Regions from separate parts of the Hordeum vulgare genome. Here region 2 is linked to region 1. Evidence: chromatin contacts called from public Hi-C data. All regions are on one chromosome and are shown on one strand. Each heading gives the region's core, a stretch centred on a gene start, on an enhancer-like site or on the middle of the called end of the contact. The rest is flanking DNA. Distances are from core to core; before and after follow the strand shown.

Region 1 (6,817 bases), core at 1,819-4,318:
ACCTGGAATCTTGCTGACAAGAATACGAGCTTTTTCTGCACGTTTGAGATTCAGATGGGCACCTCGGCTGGAGTTATATCTGTTGTCATCCTGCAGAGAGATTTTGAATTTGTGCGTGAGAAGCCAGTCCTAAAACCAGCAGCACTGATTTGCTAAAGTAAATTATTAGCATACCCTGTTATAATCTTCAAGCCAGCTTTCTTCTTCACATGCAGACATCCATTTTTCAACTTTATCTAATATATCTTTTCTGCTCAATGCTTCTTCCTTTGCTTTTCCTATCTGACCTTCCATATCTGCAATTAGTTCTGTTGGTTCTATGTTCCCTGCCTCAATCAGTGCCAACAATTTCATATGGGCAGCTGCGGTGTCTATTACTGTGTGAGCACCGGCATAGATGTCTTCCAACTCAGTTTGCTTCTTGAAAGCAATTTCTTTCATCTTGCTGTATTTTAGCTGGTCCAGCCTTTGAACCTCTGTCTCAGCCTGAACAGGAAAAAAGGCCAAATAGAGCTGAACAAACAATTCATACCAGGGAATAATCCTACCAGAGAATTTCAAACGTAATCTGACCTGTTCAATTAAATCAAGGGCAAGTGCCCCAGGAGCAGTGACTTCATCTACAGATGCTGATCTGTTGCATGTAACATGATCAAACATGCTCCTTTCTTGTGTGGGAGCATCCATGAGATCCCAAAGATCATACAGTTGACCGGCAAGCTCTTGAAGCTGAGAATACCAAATAAGCCATTAATGAGATTGTGCATGTAATAAAATAGGTATGTGCTTCAGATTTTAAGAAATGTGATTTTTGTTTTTACCTTGCTTAGCCTCAATTTTTTATCTTCATGAAGTGTGGCTACTGTCTTGTCAAGTTTTGATAATGTATCATCGCTGATGCTCTTGCAGTTATCAGCAATAGAGTCATCTAGACTGGGATGAACTTCAGTCACGGTACTGAGAAAATCCATCCCCAAGACAGTACATAGATCATGCACCATGCTTACATACTCAAGAACTTTCTCCAACCTATTGCTCTGCAAACCAGTTTTCAAGCGCGTAGAAACTCTTGTTAGCCATTGGGAATCAACGGCGAAGAAATAGTCAAAACATCATAATAAACCATTTTTCTCTTTGACCAGGTAAAAAACAAAAATAAATTAGGGAAGGAGTGGGTATTACCTTCTCTTTCTCAAGCTCCTGGAGTTGGGACCGAAAATCTTCAAGCCTCTCAAGTGTCAAATCATCCTCGTTGACCTGTGGTGTAGCCACCTGCTCACCGACCTCTGTGGTGCCAGCAATCTCACCACATATTTGATCAATTTGTGACTGTACGCTGACAAATTCCCTCTTCCTCTCATTCTTCTTCTTATTCAACTGCTCAAGTGTTGGAGCGATAGCAGCTAGCTGTTGCTTGATTGTCCCTGATGTCTTCTCAGGCTGCATGCATTCATAATTCTTGATTTACTTTCATAATTAAAAAAATGGCTCTAAGATTCAAAGTGTCATTTCACTTCTGAGTTATGACAATCAATATCATGCACATCGAGAGGAAAAGAATGAGGTGGGAACTGCTATTACAGAAAAGCTTTGTTGGTCAGTTCCTAGTTCCACTGAATATGCACTAGAATGTATCATGCATGCACTCCACAAAATTGTCTAGGATGAAAATCAACCAGCAATCCTTAAGCGTTGTGACAATATGAACTTACGGTTCTCGCTACAGCTTTTTCCCCAAGAGCAGAAAGAAGCCTGGCAAGCTCGATCTTCGAGTCATCGAGCGCCTGGATAAGGAGATCCCTAGAGTTGGTGGCCTGATCAACTTTCCTCTTGTAGACATCCAGGCACTCCTGGTCCAGCTGATACAGGACCTTGTCGCGGTCCTCGTCGCTCTCACCAACTTCATCCCACACAAGCTATAGCAGGGAGATTTCATAGAAGAAGCATGTCACCATCAGTTGCACAAAACCAAGTTGACAAACAAAACAAAACAAAAAACCTTGTTGCAGTTTGCAAAGTGCCGCATACCTGTAATTTCTGCAGCAAGGATCCACAGGTAATGCCGCCGGCCATTTCAGAACAACCTGTAAGTAAGGAGCATCGCTTGAGAATAAATCTTGCATACCAAACTAGAACTCTCAACACGAAATGCACTTCTGAACCTGACGACATGAACGCTTAATCGAACCAAACCCGCCCAAACAACCACGTCGGCCCATGGTAGGCACTAAATCTCACATGCACTGCAAGTGTCGCATTCGTGAGCCATATCACTAACTAATGATAAACTTATCCCCAAATTAGCAGCACTCTAATAATTAAAAATAGAGCCTAGATGGCCCTACTGGAGTAGAGCACCCCAATCATGGCCACCAATAATGACATCTGAACGCCTAAACGCTAGGGGATCCCACTTACCGAATCTAATACTGTAGTATATCTGGCCTTAAACCCAGCAATAATCCAAGAACATCCAGGAACCCTAGAATCCGACTCCAAAACACGGAAACCCGAAGGCAGTTGACCGGTCTCGTCTGGCCAAGCAGCTCCAGAAGTTCGCGATCTGAGCAGTCAGCTCTCACGAATCGACCGCCGAAAATAAACAATTTGATTCTCGTATGACTTCGGTCTCAGCACCCAAACCAGAATGCTGCGCCATCACGCAGATGGAGCATGAAGTGGAGATCCCCCACCGGGCACACCTCCCAGCTAAACCCCCGGCACGCAGCGCCGCCATTACGGTCCGCACCCCCAGATCTCCGTCCCCCAGCGACTCCCCTCCAACCCCACCGTGAACGAGGAGGAGAACTGGAGAAGAAGAGAAGGCGAAGCAGAGGAAAAAAAAAGGCTCTCACCAGATCACGCGGCCGGCGCGAGCGGGGACGACGGGCGGCCGCACCGGAGCGCGCAGGATTGAGACGGACGGGGCTTGACCGTAGACTCCTCGAGCCTCGTCGCCGGAGGGGAGCTCGCCGCCGCTGGCGAGGGTTGGGGGAGGGGAGCAAGCAGCGGCGAGAGTGAGCTGAGCTGAGACTGGACCTCGCTGCTGCTGCTCCTGAAGTGGTGATGCTGCCGCGGGACGGGGCGGCCAGCCCAATTAATGGGGGTAGGTGGGCGGCGGTCCCGCCGCCGGATGCGAGCGGTCGGGGCATCGGACGGCCCGGATGGCCCCGGGTGGTGTTTCTTACCGCGGGTGTCGGTGAAAGAACGGTACGGGGGAGAATAATGCGGCCGGTGGGCCCGCGCGGCGCGGAGAGGAGGACGGACGGGCGGCTTGGGGAGCTGTAAATTCCATGCGTGAAATTTTGGTGTCTGGTGCCCTCGGGCGGCGTTATTAACGAAACGAAATGGTGGATTGCTTGTAGTTAAATCAAGGGATTGAGGGTGGCCTTGACCAGTCAGAGTTGTCTCGTTGCGATCCGGGTCTCCGCATTTCCAGCGGTGTTTCAGTGCGGTTTTGGGTTTAGGTATCTCTCTGGCTTCTCCTGTTTGTACCCACGTGATTAACCACGATGCTCCTTCACGTTCGGGAAGGGCTTAGGGGGTGCGGGTTTTTTTTTACAGAATACAATCAAATTCGTTCACCTATACGAGCGTATACTTATTGCTATAAACGCACGCATACCTTACCCCTATGAGCATCTTTAATAGGCTAGAAAACACATCACTGGAAGACCTGAAGTAAATTCAGGAAAATGCAAAGATCAATGTCAAGTATGTGACTTGAACTCTGGTAGACAAGGGATACCACAGTCCTTCTAACCATCCAACCACGGATTGGTTTGCACTGGTACGGTTTTAAGACGAGCATCAGGAGAACGAACGTTTGGAGGCCGAGCTCCATAGAACTCGAAATTTTGAAAAAAATTATAATTTACAATTTTTGATTTGAAAAATCTGAAAAAAATATACAAGTAAAGAAAAATGTTACGTGCATGTGTCTAGATTTTAGGATGAAATACCTAAAGATATGATCTGCATAGAAAACAAATTAATGACCTTGTATGATGAATAGTATCATGTGTTAAAAAGTTTTGGATTTAGTTTTTATATAGACCTTATTTTAACGTATTTTTTCTGAAAATTTATACACATGTGTGTTACGCCCTCACTTATCTCTGTACTTTTTCAAAAAAATGTAAAAATATGAATTTTCATGGATTTTGAATTTCAAATTTAAAGATCACCATAGAGGCCGGGCTCCAAAAGCAATTTTCGAGCATAGGTCGCTAGAAAAAGATTCAGCTTCATCTGATTTGGAGATGAAAGGGTGGGCATGTTTTTTCTGCATCCGATTTTTCTCTCCCTGCGCCCGGTTCCACGCATCATGGGAACTCATCTATCTCGTCTCGCCTCATTTGTGTCATTTCCAACGCCATCCCACAAATGGACACAATATTTGTGTTCGGATGCATTCTCAGATGTCCGCGGATGATGATATAAGAGCCAAACATTCAACACTTTGTTTTAAAGGTCTACCTGCAATACAAGCAAGTTGGGACGTAAGTGCATCTCGAACATTAACCCCAAATCATACATTGTATCCGTTCATAGATTTGTATGGACAATAATGCAGCACGGAACCATCCAACCCTTATAATCACAAAAAAAGGTGCGTGGTTGAGACAAGAGAGAGGAGAGAGAGAAAAAAAAAGATCACATAGTTGTTTTTGTTGGTCAACTAGATGTGGGACTCCGCTTCTGGTTTATCTCCCCTAACAATAAAGCGCGCAGCGCTTCTGTCGTCCGTCGTCGGGCATTTTGTAAAAAAGCCCCTGATGTATTGGGTATTCAATCCGCACTCCTGATTTGAGTGAACAAAAAACGTTTCAGTTTTATTAAAAAAAACACCCCAGCTCACATTATCCACCTCCACCACGGGATCGTCCTCCATCGCGGTATCCTCTCTCCGGCCCCGTCCTCCACCACGGCCACGAGCACGCTACTCTCCGGCCACCTCCTGCCCCGCCCCTCCCCGCCCCGCCTGACCCAGGCGACGGTCGATCCGGTGTTGCGCCGGCCGTCGGGTAAGCTGCCATCGCTCCCCTCGCGCCCGCCAGCCGCCTCGCCAGCGATCCCACAACTCCGCCACGCCCCGCCGTTGGTACCTTCCGAACCTCTGGCCGCTCCGCCGCCTCGCCCCTCTCCCTTCTCATCCTTCTCGATCTCCTCTCACCTCTCTCCCTCTTTCTCCTGGACAGGGACCTCCATGAAGCCGTCGGCCTCAATCTCGCCGGATCCGACCGCCTCCACGACAAATCCGCTAAAAATGGATCCACCCAGGCGAGATCCGCCCGGATCCGACCGGGCCCCACCTTCGTCACCACCGGAGCGCCTCCCGGCTCGATCTGCAGCGTCACCTTCCACCGGCAGCCCTTGGAGAACCTCATTTCTCTGATGTGCTGTTGTTGTCAGGTCGCGTGGATTTTTTTCCAGTTTTGTGGGTATGTGAGTTGGTAAACCAGGTGGTGTTGCTGCTCACTGATCTCTTCCTACTTCCCCAATTTTCCTCAGACCACTTACGCACTTAAAGGGGCTGATTTTCCTGGTAAGTTGTATTTCTTCTGTAATCTGAATATTGGCCATGGATCATCACCAGTAGAAAAATCAACAGCTGCATTTGAATTATAATTATTTGGAAAGTGGCAACTGAGCAAAACCAAAGGCATACTACTTGTATTAATTATGAAGTTAGGAAGATGAAATTACTTTCTGCTTCATAAGTCTTAGGAAACCATACTGAAGTGGATATCAGATAATCTTCACATTGTCTCAACAGAGAGGTCATTGTACATGTTAGCATTCAACATTGCACACCATGCTTAGAGTAAAAGCAGTTTCAAGGATTACATACATAGCAAATTTCTGTGTGTTGTGTGGTGGTGTGAGGGAGGGGGATATAGGGTTATTTACTGAAAGAAACTTAACTGTATCATCTAATATGTCATTTTTTACCACATAGCCAGTTTACATTGAACTGTACTAGCGTATTTGGAGCGTCTAATATGTGCTAATAGTTTCAACACCACTTATCACATAGTTTCTCCTCGTCTGTTCCGTTGATATTGGTACCCTGTTCTTCTGAACCTTGCTGCTTTGGTCGTGGCTAATCTGTTTTGTTGTTGACTTCTGATCTGATTTAGGGATCCATCATGCTCTGGTTGTGATCTGATCTAGGGTCGCGTCTTATCCTTTATATTATTATCATGGTCGTGATGATTTGATTTAAGGTTGTGATGAGAAATGGAGATTATGTTTGGCGCGAATAACGAGCTTTGTTGGTATAGATGCGTGGAGGTGGAGCAGTTCGTTTGGTTTCATTTCTGTTTGTTATGGCGGATTGGTCTGGTCGGTTTAGTTGCTTCAGTGGAGACATGATCCGAACGAGAGATTGATGGTTGTGGTTTTAGTTTGGCTTGGTCTGTTCAGTTCAAGGTGTTTATATTTTTGCGGCGAAAAACAACGGGTTGGAGACAGTTCACAGTCAAAATTCAGCTGTTATTTTTGCTTTTGATCCCGTTCCTTCATACTTGGTCAGACTCGATAAGAATTAGTGGAAGTTGGAAAAAGGTTTGCTAGGTCTATCCGGATATATTTGCTTTCGCCTAGCATCCTATACATGTCAGATCATATGAAAATGATTGTGCCATATTACCATGTTGTAAACTGTGTGGACATGCTCATGGCGGAGGTGATTCTTGAGTGGCTATATTTTGGTGTTTCATTTCAAGATTCCTAGGAAATCGGAGGTGCTTGTTTTGTTTGCATTCTAGATTTAATTTTCCTGGGAGGTACCTTAAATGAACATGGAAGTTTG
Region 2 (6,278 bases), core at 501-3,000, 250 kb after region 1:
ACTTGCGCTCTAAAGTGGCGCTGACCATTTCTGGTGAGAAGCGCACGCAGACGAGGAAGGGGGTTAAGGGTTGACCAGGGCTGTGAGAAGCGGGCATGACAACAGTGTGAACGCGTGTATTCTCTTCAATTTGCGGAAAATGCACGTCCAAACCGGTCAATGAATCGACACAGGACCGCCTTGGATGACAAAATACGTCGAGATCGCATGCTCTAGTCATATGCGAGCGGCGTTGGAGATTCTGTAACATTAAAGCAAATTACTTTTCTCATAATTGAGTGCTAGCATCTTCCTTGGAACCAATGATAAATCGCATGCAAGTGATCTTTATGTTTCTTTTTTTTTACTTTGCATATAGGTTTTGTCGTTAATCAAACCTCATCAAATTTGGGCAGGATTATAAGAAAGATTTGTCTCAAGTTAGGTCCTGTTTGGAACCACCCAGATTATATAATCCAGCTTTTATAATCTATTTTGTCTTCAAACAGGACAGCTTATGGTGTAGATTATAAAAACTAGATGAATAGATTATTAAAAACTCATAATCTACTCTATACCAGCTAAAATCAGATTATGGGTTGCTAATGACCCATTACCCTTGTAAAGTTGGAGATAATTGCATTCCTACCACCGCCACCCTCCTCTTTTTTTAAAAAAACAAAGGACAGACAGGTCATTATGCAATGTAAAACCTGGATTACAATTTATATAATCTGACCACCAAACATGGTCACCTAGATTATTTTTATAAACCAGATTACATAATCTATCTTCATAATCCAGATTATCATAATCTATTATGGTTTCAAACATGACCTTATGAAGTGATTTCAAGTGTCTCTCCGCATGTAGGTCGTCAAACCACACCGGCAAGTTTGGAGAGGAGCAGGAGTTTGGTCTCGAAACGAGGGGAGGAGGTCGATCAATTCAAATCAAATTTTAAAAGGACGGTAGGGGTACTCCACTACAAGTAAATCATTCGGCCGATCAGGATCAGATCCGTGGGCCTTTTATTACTAGCATAGCACTAGCACTAACACTAGCATAGCACGAGATCAATAGCAGCCCTTTACGTTTTTTCTTAATATATTTTCTTAATACTATAATCACCCCTATTTTATTCCTCCGGCGGTCTGGCCCTCTAGATCTAAAGTTGATCCACCGCCTCCCGTTCAAAAAAAAAAAGTTGATCCACCGCCGGCCAGGCCAGCAAGTTCACAATCTGCACCCGACGAGGTCGCCGCTACCGCATCGACGTGTCCGCAGCTGGCTTCACCCGTCCGCCGGCCGCGGCGCCGCTCGCGAGTGCCGGAGTGCATGGGCGGAAGTCCGCTTTCGTCCTCTTGCGTGGACCCGTCACGGGGAGGAGGACGACGACGGCGTGCGCCCGCACATGGCCGGCTCTTGCACGTGCCGCTACAGATCCCTCGTCTCCCTCCCCTCCTCGCCGCCCCAATCATGCATGCATGCGCGCGCCCGTGCCCGTCACGCCGCTGTCCCGCGGCCCCGACCCGTTTCATCCCGGGCCGGCAGGGCCGTTGGCCGTTGCCGACGGGAACAGTTTACGGGGTCGGGCGGTGGCCTACGGCTACAGGGACACGAGCGCGCCGTCCTTCCGCTCGGCTCCTCTGTGTCTGCACACCTTTGGCGCTTCCGCGAGAACTGTTGACGGGTGGGTTGCCTTGGCTGGCTTCCACCGTGCTCCATCCACACGTCAGTCTGTACTGTACTGCAGGGGATGGGGATGAGGATGTGGGTGGGGACGGACTGAGGACGAGCGGACACTGCCTGCCGCGCCCACGCTGCTCTCCGGGGGTGGCCTAGCCTTTGCTTGGATCGTGGGTTTGGTTTCTCTCAGTCTCAGATGTACGGTACGGTGGGCCGCTTTCCGTGATGGGAGAAAAAGAGAGGGATGCGAAAGGAAAGATGTATTGAGGGAAAGCAGGCATTGGATCGTAAAAAGATCTTGCTAGACGGACTGTAAAGCACTCTACACCAATTTGCTTGCTTCCACCGTGCGGTAAAAGCGGCGCCCCGAGGTGGTTTACCAGATGAAAAAAAAGCGTCTAATTCGGTGGTCCCACATGCAGCAGCTCATCTCATGTAGCGCGTACAATTCGACGCATCAAATTTACGGTCCGGGGTACCGCTTGGTAACGCACGCGTTAATTGTTTTTGTTCTTGTTCTATTTTGGCGTATAGTTGTTTTGTGCCTCCGACGCATAAAATCATCGTTTTAGAACGCATGGTTTATTTAGCTTCTCTGTTGAAGATGTCCAACAAGCGTCTCTTTGAACCGAAGAACCATAAAAACGCGGTAACAACAAACCGTACTTCATGTACGTCAACATTAAGTGCATCTTTTTCTTACGCTGGGCGATCCAATGTATATTAGCTTTATATAATTTGGGAAATGTTATCCGCGACCATTCATGGGAGCCCAACCCCAGCGAATGGCCACATCACCGTTGCACGTATCTCAACACAGGGGCAATGCCACATCGGATGGTTGGAGGCGCTTGTTGTCTGCTGAGTCCTGGCGAATGATCGCGCTTTCAAACTGGGATGGGGAGGTGATTCTAGAACTTTTATGCTAAAGCGGATTTATATAAGATTTTTTGTTTTTTAATTTGGTCGAAATCATGATTTTTTAGTTTCTCACATAGCAGTTTTGTTATAAGAGGACGACATTTTCTCTTACAAGAGGATGCCTTTTTTATTACTCCCTTCGTTTCAAAATTCTTGTCTTAGGTTTGTCTAAAAATGGATGTATCCAAATACTAAAACGTGACTTGATACACTCATATCTAGACAAATGTAAGACAAGAATTTTAGGACGAAGGGAGTATTATAGTATGCCAGTTTATTCATAAGAGCATGTCATTTTTTTATTTTTAACAGTATGGTATTTTTATTATTTTAATGATGGCATTCTTATTATAAGAAGATGGCAATCTTATTATTAGAATATGTCAGTTTTATTATAACATCATGTCATTTCTTATTTATAATAGGATGGATTTTTTATTATTCCGAGGATGGCATTTGTATTATTAGAGCATGACATTTTTTTATTTATAATAGGATGTGCATTTTTTTTATTGCGAGGATGTCCTTTCTATTATTTTAAGAGGACACCATTTTTAGTATTGAGAGGTGCCATTTTGTTACTAACAGTTTTTTCTTGCACACAACTTTTATGGCTTTTTTTCATTTTCTATTTTTTGCTCCTGGCATTTTCTTAAAAAATTGGGCGAACGGGGAAACGTTCGCTGGAGTTGGCCTATAATTTTTGCCCCCGCCCCGTGAACCAACAATTTCGAAGGGCTCCTGGCGGCCGGAGCCAGATATTGAGCTCCTATAATTTTTGCCCACGTATATATTGGAAAAAATGTCAATCTTTACAATACCAAATATCAGTGGATCCGTCATAAATATTTTTCCATATCGTATTAATTGATATTGTGCATGTTGCAATATTTACATTATAGAAAAAGCATAATATTCACTTGTCATTGTAAAATTAATCCCAGGGGAATATGCTGTAGTAGCCTCTTCATGAACATAGAAATGGAAAACCTGGAGTTCAAAATATGATGGAATATTGAGTCCTAATGTATATGTAACGAGAGTTTTTTCTTAACTTATATGTGATGGAGTTGTTTGGTTGTAGTACGCGAAAAAATGGAGTTTTCTGGAAGATAGGTATGGCATAATTATCACAGGAACGATCCATTGTATCCAAGCAAAGTACATCATATGATGTGTCTTAAACCCTTCTCATATACGTATTAATTAATAAAAAATCTTATTACTATCATTTGTTACTTGCAGGGCGGAATACTAGTACAAAGCATACTGTCTGACCTATTATCAAAACTAAACTTAGCAATTTCATACGTCTTCACATTAACATGTCGACTAATCTTTAATTTTGAAATTGTTGATAAGCTTAGTGATGTTAAGCGCTTCCTTCTTCAAATCAACAAAAGGAGACCTCTCAAATGTTTCATTTGCAAAAAAAGACACCACAAAAGAACAATCAGTATAATAGATTTTGTGAAGAGTAATACCTATATAACCCGGCAAGGCACGCTCGATGCTTCGCCTTATCCATAGTTTGGCGGAAGGGTGTTTGGTTGTTGCCTGCTATTTGGTGGAAGATTTGCTATTTGGCCAGTTGCCCCTGCTATTTTTATATACTCCCTCCGTTTCAAAATATAAGACATTTTAAGGATTTCACTAGGAGACAACATACGGAGCAAAATAAGTGAATCTATACTCTAAAATATGTCTATGTACATCCGTATGTAGTTTATAGTACAATCTTTAAAAGATCTTATATTTAGGAACGGAGGGAGTAGTTAATAGCAGCGGACATTTGATATATGTTTTTTGTGCCCTCGGATGGTTAATGAGTCCGATTTGATGCCCTCATGCAGGTTATCAAACTCGTCCAACTCTAGCCTCTTGGCCTATATTTTAACTGATATTGTCGGCCTCTTGACCTATATTCTACTCGCTCTGTTCTTAAATATAACATATATTCTATTCCCTCCGTTCTTAAATATAAGTTTTTAAGATATTTTATTAAAAGACTATATACAGAACAAAGTAAATGTATTTACACTTTAAAATATGTCTATATATATTCATAGGTAATACGCTAGTAAAACCTTTAAAAAACTTATATTTAGAAACGGAGGGAGTAACTGGTATTGACGGCCTCTTGGCTAGTGCCTTGGTGCGCTTCCTCAGTTGGTCCTTCAGAAAACACCCATAAACAATTTAGGTACAACGCACATCGCCATGCTCTACTTGGGCGATTTTCAGCAACACATACTTGATTGATAAAACAGCTCAACGTTTTTACCCCACAACCCATCTATCACCGGGACATGGTATCACAATCATCTTTGAAGCAGCTTTAATCACGGGATTTAAACGTCGCAGATTCAGATTCAAATCCTCCTCCGAAACAGTCGGACCTAATTCAGACACAATCTCTTCATATGGGCACGTAAATTTAACTAAAACCACCGCATACCTTGAAAAACTGAGTCTAATCCCTGCCTATCTTCTAAATCAACCCATTGGAGAAAGGGTTTCCTGCTAATGTCAATGCTTGATATCATCTACAAAATCGGGAATTCCGATCAAACGGTCTGTATCCTCGCAATCTTGAGCGAAGCATGCCAATATCTATGTAGCGAACCTTCTTCCCGGAATTCTCCATCTGTCGAAGTACCGAGTGGCAACTGGATCGATGACAGATTAACTGTGCCACTCATCTTACGGCTACCAACCGTTGGGGGTTCGACCCTGGTGCCTGACTACTGGATGCTGGACCTGAAGGATCCGTAGAGGCGTGCCCTTCAACAATACAGCACTTGATTGGCTTCTCAACCTTGCCAAACGACACAGCTTTACGAGAATACAGTTCAACGAACCTGCAGGCACAAAGTACATGTTTTGAATAGTACAAAGAAAGAGGCTGACAGAAATTGCACATAAAATACGCGTGCCTGGTGTCAGGATTTTTTTAGAGGAACCAGCAAGAGCTCTGCCTTTTCATATAGAAGAAGAAGAACTGGTCAGTTAATAAGGAAAATCAACCGAAAACCGATACAAACAAAACGACCCACACACCGACCTCGAGGCCGCGCATCCGCCGAGCCGTCAACTCCGTTGCCCGAGCAACCGAAATCGACACTCTACAACCCTATTCCGGAGCCGCCGCTCTGACTTACAACCAACAAGAACACACACCGACCCCGAGGCCGCGCATCCGACGAGCCGCCAACTCCATCACCCGAGCAACCGAAGCCGACACCCAACAACCATCTCCGGAGCCGCTGCTCCGACATCCACACCGCCCCCGAAGCCACGTTCCAGCCGAGTCGATGGTTTTGCCGCCCAAGCGACAAAAGGCAACACCAGACGCAGAGGAAATCTCCGGAGCCGCCGCTCCGACTTCCAAACCGGCCCCGAGGCCGCGCAGACACCTGGCCGACGACAAAAAACTCCAAAGCCACTAGAGCTGACAAGGGACCGGACCTCCAAAGGCATCGCCCCCAAGGAGGAAGCGACCGAACGCGTCGATGCCCGGTTGTCAGGAATTTATCCAAGGACCTCTCCAAGTCTCCAACACTCTCTTGCAATTGACCTTCACCCTACCCAACCAGGCGCAAACAAGTTTCGAACTAAACTGGACTGTCATGGTTTTACATTGATTGATCAACATGCTAGATGTGCATGATATAATAAGATAACAATTC

What was found. A called contact is a pair of places that touch in the nucleus more often than the background predicts.
Region 2: a Hi-C map of leaf shows a contact between it and region 1, with 5 times the contacts expected there. The contact joins the enhancer-like site here to the promoter of LOC123413457 in region 1. A contact is called at or near these places in 3 of 6 Hi-C or Micro-C datasets (leaf and seedling) and 1 of 1 datasets of contacts at active chromatin or transcription factors (embryo).

Annotation. Positions count from the first base shown.
Region 1 is chr7H:139,699,634-139,706,450 of MorexV3_pseudomolecules_assembly, forward strand. It overlaps LOC123413457 (65-kDa microtubule-associated protein 1-like), which reads right to left and starts at 3,069. Exons shown (of 9, transcript XM_045106394.1): 1 at 2,856-3,069; 2 at 2,029-2,084; 3 at 1,713-1,916; 4 at 1,183-1,440; 5 at 822-1,037; 6 at 175-729; 7 at 3-90. The coding sequence starts at 2,073. LOC123411409 (a long non-coding RNA gene) reads left to right here and starts at 5,451. Exons shown (of 2, transcript XR_006613259.1): 1 at 5,451-5,548.
Region 2 is chr7H:139,945,956-139,952,233 of MorexV3_pseudomolecules_assembly, forward strand. LOC123413491 reads right to left here. Exons shown (of 3, transcript XM_045106430.1): 3 at 4,827-5,450. The coding sequence ends at 5,288. Among protein-coding and RNA genes, the nearest start is that of LOC123413491, 13 kb to the right of the region's middle. Within about 2 kb of position 1,751, at least 3 of the 3 cell types and tissues checked have open chromatin away from gene starts, as enhancers often do. A contact at or near this core is called in leaf and seedling, where this site is marked.